2 separate regions of the Mus musculus genome follow, and region 1 is linked to region 2. The links are chromatin contacts, called in public HiChIP or PLAC-seq maps. All regions are on one chromosome and are shown on one strand. The core of a region is the stretch at or near the end of the contact, and the rest is flanking DNA. Distances in the headings are between cores, read along the strand shown. Region 1 has its middle 33 kb from the start of Chrna4. Region 2 holds the start of Chrna4 (cholinergic receptor, nicotinic, alpha polypeptide 4).

Region 1 (5,697 bases), core at 2,138-4,637, 33 kb before region 2:
TACCAAATCCATTTTCAATGTCTCGCCATTAGGCCTAGGTTTAAATAGGGGCAAGAGATATGTGTAACCAAACAGTTTTGGTCAAAGTGTGGTCCCGCCCATAATTCTGTCAGCTCCAGTCTCTCCTTCAAGACGGTTTGGCAAGTTGTTAGGAAACAGTATGTGAAATGAATTTCTTCCTCTGGCTGGTACCAGGCTTCAGGCTTTTTCTTCTCCCATTATCCTGAAGGACTTCCAATTCTAGGGATCCATTGTTTCAGTAGCCTGGTACCCAAAGGGAAGAGCACAGGTGTGCCCTCTTCATTCTACCTGGATGGTTAAGGGACACCTTCAAATAGCCACAAACTTGAGGCTCTGAAACACCAGACATCCACTCTGGAACCAGTGTGACTCAGCACAAGCTCTCATCCTCAGCGAACTCAATTGTCAGGACAATGGGATTTGTTTGGGACAACCCATCCCCATTCACTTCAACAGTGAGCTGGTTTTCAGAGTGATTTCCTAGGCCAACAGGAATCTATTTGACCAAGCTTGACTTGTTGCTTGCAAACAGCCCAGGCTCTGATGTTATCCTGGCTACTTTACTATTCTTGAGTGCCTACCTGGTCTCCTTTTACACCTCACCCCTCCTCTGGCTCCTGCATAGACTTCTGGTTGCCTATCCTCTGGCTACCCTGAACCTCAGGTGGAGACGAGGTGGATACTCACCTAGTCTGTTCACTGTCTGAAGGTTGGTAGAACCTAGCTATGGTGGGTTTCAAGAGGGCTTCATAGAATTCAAGAGGGGCTCAGGACACCTCCGGAGAGTCTATGGGGGCCATGTGTTCGTGGCACACATTGTGTGGCTTAATGGATGGGTGCCAGTGCAGCCCTCTGTTTCTTAGTCATTATGATCAGTCTGAATTTGGAAACAGTGAAGTGGCCCCACTCATTTGGCTTCCATCTTTCTGGGCATAGCCAGTGTCCCGAGCTCCTCTTTCTGGACACGATTACCTTGATCTCAGTGGTACCTGCCTCATTGCTCTGATCCTAGAGGTCTCTGTGGGATTAGACTAGAAGTTAGGAGTTGGCTGTGATGGACAGAGAAGCCCTGACTAATTAGCGAGAGTTGTTCACAGAGAAGCCCAGTATATGGGGATCTACTGTCTTGTTCCTTTTCTTTGCTTGACTTTCTCCTTTAGGGCATCACCTGCCTTACTTAATATGACCACTGTAGTAAGGCCAGTACATTTTCAGTGCACCCAGAAGATTGGGAAATTCCTACTAGGTACTGGGTACCTGGTTAGAAGAAGGGCCACTTCACTGTACTGGGTACCTGGTGGTCATTATTAAGAGAATGAGTAAAGATGATTGGGGACACCAAACATGTGTCCCCTTTGGGTACACCTGACCCATACATCAGAGCCACATGGTTGGGTTAGACATTGGCCGGTCAGCCAGTGACCACAGACAGAGCAAAGCATAAAGGGTGGTTTCCTCAGGTTATAGCCATACCTGTCCCAGGCTCTCTGCAGCCTGTTCTGGCCATGGCACCCTGCCCAGGCTTTCTGCAGTTCACCTATCCTTGTAAGGTAGCAGGAAAGTGCATTCTGACAAATTTCATCTAGGATGGCCATGCTGTGGACACTCTGGGAGTATCCCCTACCCTTACCATCACCAGGCAGTCACACCCTGGTATCTTAAGGGTCCGTTAGATAGCTAAGATGATTTAGGGTTTAGTGGCTTGGCAGTGGTAAGGAATAAAAAGCAGATACCTAGACTGTCTAAGTCAGGGTTCTCTAGAGTCAGAACTTATGGAATGCCTCTATGTGTATCAAGGGAATCATATGAAGCTAGTTGTTTAAGCTGGTCTTCTGTAGAAGTGGGTTCCAAAAGATGTGCTGGCAAGTAAGTACAATTGGTCGAAGAAGAACGAGCCTTCCTTCTTCCAATGTCCTTATGTGAGGCCTCCAGCAGAAGGTGTGGCCCAGATTAAAGGTGTGTATGACCAAACCTGAATCTAAAACTTGCTTTGTCCCAGGCTGACCTTGAACTCAGAGATCTGCTTATCCTATCTCCTGGAATTAAAGACGTGTACTACCATGCCTGGGCCTAAGCCTCAAGATCTTTATGTCAAGATCCAGGTCAGAAACCTGTCCTCCAGCCTCAAGATCTCGATCACAGGTGTGCTCTCCATTCCTGGATTGTAGTTCATTCTAGATGTAATCAAGTTGACAGCCAGGAATAGCCATCACATAGTCTGAGCCCGGGACTGTGTTATATAAGGAATCCCATGGTCAGGTGACACCAAGAGATGGGAAGCAGTGAGCTAGGACATTCATGAACAGTGTGTAGGAACAGAGGGGCATTCAAAACACTAAGAATCTGGCTTTGGAGGAGAAACCACTGCATCTTTGCACTGCCCCTGCATAGGGTATTTCCTGTCCCTCAACACCTATATATCCACCAAGTCTATTTTGCTGCCAGTGATTTTTCTCCTTACACCTCATCTCCATCCTGTCTCCTGTCCATGGTCAAGTTTATTGATTTAGCAGAGGGACCTCATCTAGAGTTGTGTGAGCAATTGCTTCAGATGCTCTTTCAGTGGTCACACCAACTTCCCATAGGTCTGAAGTAGCATACATGGTGGTTGTGAACCTTTGTTCACAAAGCAAACATCTATGCCAAAAACACTATGACCCCAAAATTTACTGAGACCCCTAGGTACTTGCCCATCACCTTGGAAAGAAGGGTCCCTCCTGAGAGGGCACATGCACAGGGGCTGAGTGGGGTTTGAAGGACCCAGGATGTGTTGCAGACCAGAAGAGATGTGATGTGTATAACTGCCCATGTGCAGGGAAGGAACCACCAGCCAGAATGGTTTGAGGTACATTGGGAGTCGCCTATCTAGAAAGGACTGAGGAATAGGGTTACTATGGGTCAGGCCAGTTGCGCGTACCTCTCTGGGATAAATGTCCCAGATGACTTTGAATGCTGGAGTTGAGGCAATACCCAGCAAGGCCACCAGGTGGCAGTGCTCACCAGAAGAAGAGTCCTATCATTAGTCACATGAACCAGTTCTCTGAACAGACAAATCCAGACTCCTGGAACCTGCCTCTTAGGAGGTCAGGCAGAGCACACCTGCCCACTATTGCCTTTCTCAGCCAGGCTGACAAGGCTTGGGTAGCCATACCAATCAGTAAAGGCACAGGAGCTCAGAGGAGGCAAATTTGCCACAGGGGGCTATTGCCACATGGGGATCTCACATTCTCTTGCCACCCTCAGGATCTGGTTCCAGGCTCTTTAGTAGATCCAAGCCAGAGGTAAGAGTTCAGATGAGCTAAGGGAATCACACGGGACCTGCCGTCTGTTCTCTCTCATTTTCGGAGTCATACACACTCTGGGTGCTCACACTCTTAGCCTATCCCAGAGGGCCTCCACCCCTTACCTGCCTGATATGTCCCTCCCTGGGGTGTGTACCAGCACTGATATTCTCCACAGAGCCTAAACTCCACAAGACATAACCGGGCCTGTCTTCCATGGATTCCCCCTGCACGGGACCTGACCTTAAAAGAGCCTAACTTCCACAGGGTCAGCTGGCTTGACTTCCTTGTGGTCCAACCTCTGGAAAGAAAACTGTTCCTGGCCTAGTATGCAGATCCTAGCAGGTCAGGGCACTGAATACTGGAAGTAGGGAATGGGGTTTGGGGTTTTGCCTCCTAGGGCCTAAGAGGGGTTTTGTTTGTTTGTTTGTTTGTTTGTTTGTTGTTGCTTTTAAAATAATCTCTTGGTGTTCTGTAAGTGCCTGAAGATACATAGTCCTATTCATATCTCTCCTATCAGCTTGAACTGCAGCCAGAACTGCTGGCCCCATACCCACCCTGATTCCGTGGCCTCCGATAACTCCAGTACATATGACATATAGCACATATAGCAATGGGACCCAAAGCACGAGCGTCTTCATTCAGGGCCTGGGAAACTGAAGTCAGGGCGTTGGGACAATAATGTCCAGGACAACAGTTATCAGGATTCCTGCAATTCTGGGGCCCCAAAGGGAAACCCCCGCCTTGCCTTAAGTAGTTGTCTTGGTATGTGCACCCTGCACCTTGTGCAAGAGAGGTAGAGGCTTTCAGAGAGGAGCAGGCTGCCTGAGCAGATGCTGAACGGGCTTCCACAGAAACAAATCCTGGATACCCCAAGGTCAACAGTACCCCTGTGTACTTTCCACACAACCATCATCCCAACCTGGATTTGTTGGTACAGGTTGGTGCTGACCATCTACACCAAATCGTATGTCATTTTCTTCTGGTATCATCTGGCTGCCCTTCCACCTGGCTGGGTTCCCATCTTCCCCTTAGGGAGGGGTCCAAACCCAACCTCTTTTTCCAATCCTCGTTCACAATGTCCTCTTTCCTCCAAACACTGACCTCAAAGCATACTCCTTCTGCAAACACTACACTGCTTGTCCTTCAGGCACTGTGCCCCCCAGGTAACCTCTCTCATACAGCACTCTTGCTTTTGTGGTCTCCTCTCAAATGGCCTCTTCCTGTGATCCCGTCTCTCTAAGTGAGCTCAGGTCCTGGCATTCAGGGATGGGGGCTTGTCCATAGATAGATTCTGGACACCTCTGAGTCCTCAATAATCCCTTCTCCGTTACAGTTGCATCTGCTATTCCAAGGTGAAATAGAAGGTTGTTTTGTTTTATCAGATGAACCTTGTCCTCCACTTTAGGTGTAGTCTTGTGCTGACTGTTGTACTGAGTACCAGCTACAGCCCTGCTAGATGGAAGGCCCCTGGCCTTCTGCTCCTCTCAGAGCAAGTAGACATCTCTCTCCTGGTGGAGTTGTCAGATATAAGGTGCCTCAAATCTCCCTTACCACACCCTGGATTCTCTCAGCCCACAGAGGCCTAGCTCTCGCTTACAGGGAGCTGCAGACCGAGCTCTCAATCCTGCTCAGAGGCAGACAGCTGCGTCTGGGGCTATGCTTGACATTCAGAGCTGCTATTTTTCTCTCACACGTGGGTCTTACATTTGCGTTGGAATGGATTACTGCTAACTTCTTTGCTGCTGCTGCTGCTGCTGATAGCACAGTCATCTGTGGCTGTGCGGGATGGACAGCTCACACCTGCCCACTGCTATCCGCCAAAGGAACCTGGTGGTCATGGAGAACTTGCCCCCAGAGGACATAGCTGCTTTTCCTTCCCACAGCTCCTGCTATGCTGTTAAGGTCACCCTTTTTCTGGTACACTTTGAGCTCACCTCTTCCGCACATATTTTCCCTCCCCCATCAGCTCCCTTCTGGTAGGACTGCCTCTGTTCTTTCCTTCCCTGCTACTGGAATAGGTTCAGCACCTACCAGGTCACCCTCTTTGCAGGGGCATTAGGAGAGCCACTGTGGGTTCTGGGCACACACTGCCCCCATGAGAGTTTAATTTGATTGATAGTTGCTTTTTCTATTGCAAATTTTACTGTTTCTGCTCTAATCTTTGCTTCTACCTTTTCTCTTTAGGTTTAATTTTCTCTTCTTTTTAATTTCTTTCAGTGAGAGCTCAGTTTGCATATTGAACTATATTCTGTTATACACAGGCCTCGGATGCTGTGGGTGCCCTTTCCTCTCAACACCACATTACCTACCTCCCTCACATTCTATATATTCATCTTGATTCAGTTCTAAGCATTCATGTTCCTCAAGCTTCTCCTTCTGGCTTCTTGTGGGG
Region 2 (5,338 bases), core at 2,573-5,072:
GCAAGACCTGGCCTTGGGTCCCCTCTCCCTGTGCTCACTGTAGACACCTGCCCATGAGCCCTAGCCATGAACCCTCTCCCTGGTTAAGCTTGGTCCAGGGGTGGGATTTAGAGTGACAGGGCAGGGCCCTGAAGGCAGATATTCCTTTCCTCCCTTCCTTTATTCTTCTGCTCTCCCTCCCTCCATCTGTCCCTGCCTGTCTTATTTCCTTCTGCTATACATCTTTTCCTCCATCTGCATTCAACACACACACCCAGTCACACTAACATCCCTTTCTGTGTGTGTGAGGCCCAGAGCCTCCCCACTGGACTCACATCCTTGTGGGATGGAGGCCTGGTGTATTGGACAGAGCCTTTATATGAATCCCTGTTTATACCAGCAGATGGTTACCATGGAAATGTCCTTGGGACAGGGTGTAGGGTAGAGAGGGCAGAGAGAGGGAGGGAAGTTCCCTCACAGGCCTGTATCTTTTGAACTACCTGTCCAGTTGGGCAGCAGGATCCTGGAAGAGAAGTGACAGAGCCAGGGAGGGAGGCATGTTCAGGGTTTGTTCTACCCCCACCCTCAGGAGACTCTGGCCTCAGGGTCACCCTAACCTTCTTCTGGGGTAGTCTATAGACTTGTAAATTGGGCTTTTCTTGCCTAGTGCCCTCAGTAAGAGCTTCACTTGGCTCCAGGATTCCCAGGGTCCCCAGCAGTGGTTTCTAGTCAGCAGGTGGGGCAGGAGGGGGCCTACAAATTAATGAGTGAGACTGATTAATCTGCTGCATTAGCAAATCCGCAGGGAAAGTCAACCAGCCAGGCAGATGTGTGTGAGCCAGTGCACGTGGTGCACAGGGCTGTGTCAGCAATGCCCTGAGGGTGGAGCCGACCCCCCACCTGGCCTTTTGCTCAACGAGAGACTGCCCGAGAGAGACTGCCCGCTGGTGCGAGCCACTGTCCCAGACTGCTCAACCTGGAAGGCTGGGCACAAAGCCTGTCTCTAGAAGCTGTGAAGATAAACAGGCAACAGAGCTGAGCTGCCCCCAAGAAACTCTGAGTTCCTCCTGACTCAGTCAGAAGCCAGGGTCTGATTCAGATTTGGTCTGAAGATTCCTACATCTGAGTTGTCTGGAAAGGGCTGAAGGAAATCACAGATCTGCAGTTACACCAACAGACTCAGATAGCGGGGGCCAAACCCTGTACACTAACATCCCCAGGTACAAGTGGACTCCCCAGCATCTATACTTTTGGAAGCCTCCGCGGGCTCACCCAGCTCACCACCCCTTTCCCAATCTCTGACTCCCTCTGAAACTGTGGGAAAGACTCAGGATGGAGAAAGCAAAGCGGCTTTACCCAGAAGGAGGTTTTGATTTGCATGGGGCAGGAGTCAGGACCCTCATCCCCGAACTAAGAAATAGATATCACTCAGGTGGTGAGAAGCCTTAGTCTGAGTACCTTTCTCCACAGCCATATCTGAATGACAGCACCTAACCAGAGTTCCAGGGAAGCTGGAAGAAACGCCAAGGGACCTGGATCATGGTTGGCCACTTCTATATATTTAAGAGGATCTAACACTGTGTAGTCCAGGCTGACCTCAAACTCACTATGTAACCCAGCCTTACTTTGAACCTGTGGCAGTCCTTCTGTCTCTGAGTACTGGAATTATAGGCACACACCACTCTGCATCTATCCTTGGCTTCTGGTATTAATAGAAGATAGAGCTGACTGTGTACACTGTCCTTGCTCTGTGCTAATATGAAGCAGAGGTGTCACATCAAGATGGCTGTAGACCCAGGTCCAGCTGCAGTTTTCCCATGTGGGACCTGTTGGCCTCACTGCTCTCCCCAGATCCCTCGGGGTCCACCATGCTAAGCCTTACACAGGCTTGCTTTCTGCCCCACAGGCAGTGCTCAGCCACAGGCTGATTTGTTCATCCAAGCCTACAAGTGTGCTTAGGAATACCTGGCTAGTGCAGGAATGGACTAACACATACATGAAGCGTGGAGCCATGGTCTGACTCTTTGGGGGACAGAGGTGGATGAGGACAAGCTAATCGGGGGGACTAGCCCTAGTGGTGAGCGTGGAAAGAGCAGAGGTCTACTGAGAAAGCCAAGCTTTCCCTTGGCTCCTGGAAAGTCTCCAGGCAGAAAGGGAACGGCTACCCAAAGAACATTCTTCGCATGAGGTCAGGGTGCCTACTCTAAAGCTCGATAGCCTGTTTTAGGATCCCACTACTGAATGTGTGATCATGAGCAAGTTGCTTAAATCTTCTTGCACCCACCTGGGAAGGCATAGGTAAAAGAATTAGCCTTTGAGGGTACTGTGGGAGTCTGGCATACCAACACACCCTCAGTGTTTGGGCCAGCATCTAGGAGGGCACAGGAGGAGAACAATGGCCACTGCGAAGGTGATCTGCCCTGGAGGAGAGTATTTGAGAAGTCCTATTGTAGGCTTTGCTTACAGAGCGTAGGCAGATGGCTCCTGTGACCTGGAGGAGTCTGAAGGTTCCAGAGCAGGTATGTGACATATGTATTCACTGTAGGCCAGCAGGCAAGAGAGCTAGGTACACTACTGTTGGAGGGGCATACAGAGGAGGGGGGTGGAGCAAGGTAGGGAGATGGGAAAGAGGAGGGTAGGCATGGGAGCCCTGTACTGTTGGGGTTGGGGGGTCGGTACGGAAGGTCAAAGGGACAGTCAACCTCAGAGCCACCATGTCTGGGAACAGAGAGGTATGTGCTATAGGGACAGGGACAGCACTTTCTTGCCTTCAACTTCAGGATTGTCTCCATCTTGGGGCTTGGAGTCAACGGCAGAGTCTCTGGGACAAGGCATGGTTGGGATCTGGCTTTTGGTGTTGGACAGGGTTTCTTTCTTCTTGGGAACCCGTTGTCTCTCCTTCCATCACCTGCTGCTTAGATGCCCCCTCCCTCTCGCACCTCCCCCCCAGCCTCCCCCCCGCCCCCCCGCGTGCCACCAAAGCACTCTAGGAACCAAAGTACTCGAGCACCTTCTCCTTAGTGGCATCCCTCAGGACCATCCCTAGCACCCTACAGCTTGTCTCCAAGCACCTCTCCTCTCTGGCCAGTAGCTCGCTGCCCACAGAGCTGGGGTAGGGAACTGCTTTCATGCTGACAGTTTACCGAGAAGGCAGGGGCAGAGAATCTGCACGCTTAAAAAGGACAAAGATGGACCTTGGTCCCTAGCTGGCCCTGCGAAGGTCTGGATACCAGGTTCTTCTCACTAAAAAGGTGACACGGGGCCTGGGCGTCACAGGATGATTCTTGGACTTGCGGTGCAGGAGGAGGGCGGAAGGCTGATGGGGAGTGGGTTCTTTCCTCTCAGGGTTGGGCTAAGGAAGGAGACTTGTTATTTCTAAAATGCAAACAGTCACGCCAAGGAGGGGTGAAGTGATGGAGTTAGCCAGTGCCCAACAGGGCGCCCTCCTCGCGCGCACAGTCCCTGAATGCGCACCCGCAGTCTTCACGCTGCCGGCAGGGTTAGGGCTGGAGACCAGGGTTAGGGGCTCATTTCCAAAAGGCGCCGAGATGACTGGAATGACCACGGAGTCCCCAGCCCCTCCCGGCATGTCGGGAGCCTCAGGAGGACAAGGAAACTTTACCCCCACAAGGGGCAGAGCACGGCCTCCACATACCCTCGGGGCCCGGTCCGCCCCCTCCTCCCGCTCTCTCCCTCCTCCCTTCAGTCCCTCCCCCTCCTCCCCTCTCGCCGGCGGCTGGAGGCTGCAGGTCCGGGCGGGGCCGCGCCGCGGAGCCCACAACCTCGAGCTCCCGCCCCGCCGCCGCACCCCGCGGGACGAGCTGCGGAGCCCGGTTTGGGGACGAGCGGCCGCGACACGGGGCATGAAGTTGGGTGCGCGCGGGTCTCGGAGCGGAGGCGCGGTACTGCCGGGAGCCGCCCTCGTCTAGAGCCCGTTCTGTGAGCCATGGAGATCGGGGGCTCCGGGGCGCCGCCGCCGCTGCTGCTCCTGCCGCTCCTGCTGCTCTTAGGGACCGGCCTCTTGCCTGGTAAGTTTCGAAACGCGAAACGGGCCTTTTTCTCCCGGGTCCTGGCACCTAGGACTCCGGGGCTAGGGGAGAGGAGGCCCGGGGCTGCGGTTCCAAGCCGCGGGTGCGAGCAACGGGATAGCCACAGAGACTCCTCCACCCACTACAGCTTCGATGTCCTGCAGTGCTAGCTGAGCCAGAGAGGAAGGAATCAGCCTCCAAGTGCTGGGAGAGGGGGTTTGAGTAAAGGCGGGGGGGGGGGTGGTCTGACTGCATTTCGGAGCTGGAATCAGAACCTCCAAGTAGGATAGAGGTGGAGTCCACCTAGGAGGGAGGTTCCATCCAGCCAAATCTCGCCTTCAGACCGCCCCCATGTCTGTCCCTGTTTTCAGGGATCTACCCCTACCACCCCCCGGAGTTCCACCCTACCCTTTCTGCTCCCCCAGGCTTCCTCCACCTCTCTTCCTCTGAGCGGACACCTTTCACTCTAACCCGTGATGGGGCTTCCTGCAGTTATTTAATCCTGGCCTTCCCACTGAGCAGAGGGGTTATGCCTTACTGGTCGGTTCAAGACACCAGGAAGAATGAGGTTGAGGTGGGGAGGCTGGGGGGGGGGGGACTCTAGGAGTCCTCTCCTAAGGAGTTCCCATGTCTCTCAGGTGAGCAAGAGCCAGTAGACAGCAGAGGCTCCCCTCTTTCTTCCCAACCCCCTCTTTTGATGCAGCAACCCAGCAAATGGAGGTAGGGAGGCCCCCTAGCCACGTAGGGGGCCAATGGAGAGGACACAGATGGGCTGCTGGCTGGTGGAATGAGGGGGCACCCTCTTCATGAAGCAGTGTGGCGCTTATCCATGGAATCTTATATCCGTCTATGAACACAAGGTCCTGGCAGCCCCGAGGCTCTGCGTTCATTGTCAGGCTGTACCCTAGAAGCCCAGGCAGCAGGACCACTCCTGTGGACAGAGGCTCAAGCTCCTGCAGCCATGAGATGTGGTGCACAGTCCTCTTTCATTCACCACCACCACCCATCCTAGCTGCCCCATACACCTTCTGCCACCCAGCCCCACCCCCCAACCCCTGCTGTCCCTTTACATCCTTTGTCTCTGCCGGTCACTGGAGATAGGGCACTTCCATCCAAAGTGATTGTCTGCAGGGGAGCTCTACCCCATTAATTCAGTGTTCACTATGTCAGTTGTCTTGTTTTCCTGGTGGAGTGCAGGAGGGCCTGATCCATTCATTCTTGGGGCCCTGGAAAGGCTTCCTTGAGGGGAGGAGTGGAGGTGCGGGGGGGGGGGGGGGACGACGACGACAAGGCAGCATGCCCAGGGGCCTGAGGTGGAAGAGAAATCAGAA

The links. HiChIP or PLAC-seq counts read pairs in DNA pulled down with a chosen protein or histone mark.
Region 1: an H3K27ac HiChIP or PLAC-seq map of extraembryonic endoderm stem cells shows a contact between it and region 2, with 3 times the contacts expected there. The contact joins the enhancer-like site here to the promoter of Chrna4 in region 2. A contact is called at or near these places in 1 of 39 promoter capture datasets (Sertoli cells), 21 of 484 Hi-C or Micro-C datasets (the AML12 cell line, the HPC-7 cell line, astrocytes and 12 more), 6 of 115 datasets of contacts at active chromatin or transcription factors (astrocytes, embryonic stem cells, extraembryonic endoderm stem cells and 1 more) and 4 of 9 other capture datasets (adipose tissue, embryonic stem cells, liver and 1 more).

Annotation. Positions count from the first base shown.
Region 1 is chr2:181,069,636-181,075,332 of GRCm38.p6, reverse strand. No RefSeq gene overlaps it. Among named protein-coding and RNA genes, the nearest start is that of Chrna4, 33 kb to the right of the region's middle. Within about 2 kb of position 3,387, at least 31 of the 459 cell types and tissues checked have an H3K27ac peak or open chromatin away from gene starts, as enhancers often do. A contact at or near this core is called in cerebral cortex, cortical neurons, extraembryonic endoderm stem cells and 1 more, where this site is marked.
Region 2 is chr2:181,037,661-181,042,998 of GRCm38.p6, reverse strand. It overlaps Chrna4 (cholinergic receptor, nicotinic, alpha polypeptide 4), which reads left to right and starts at 3,822. Exons shown (of 6, transcript NM_015730.5): 1 at 3,822-4,007. The coding sequence starts at 3,926.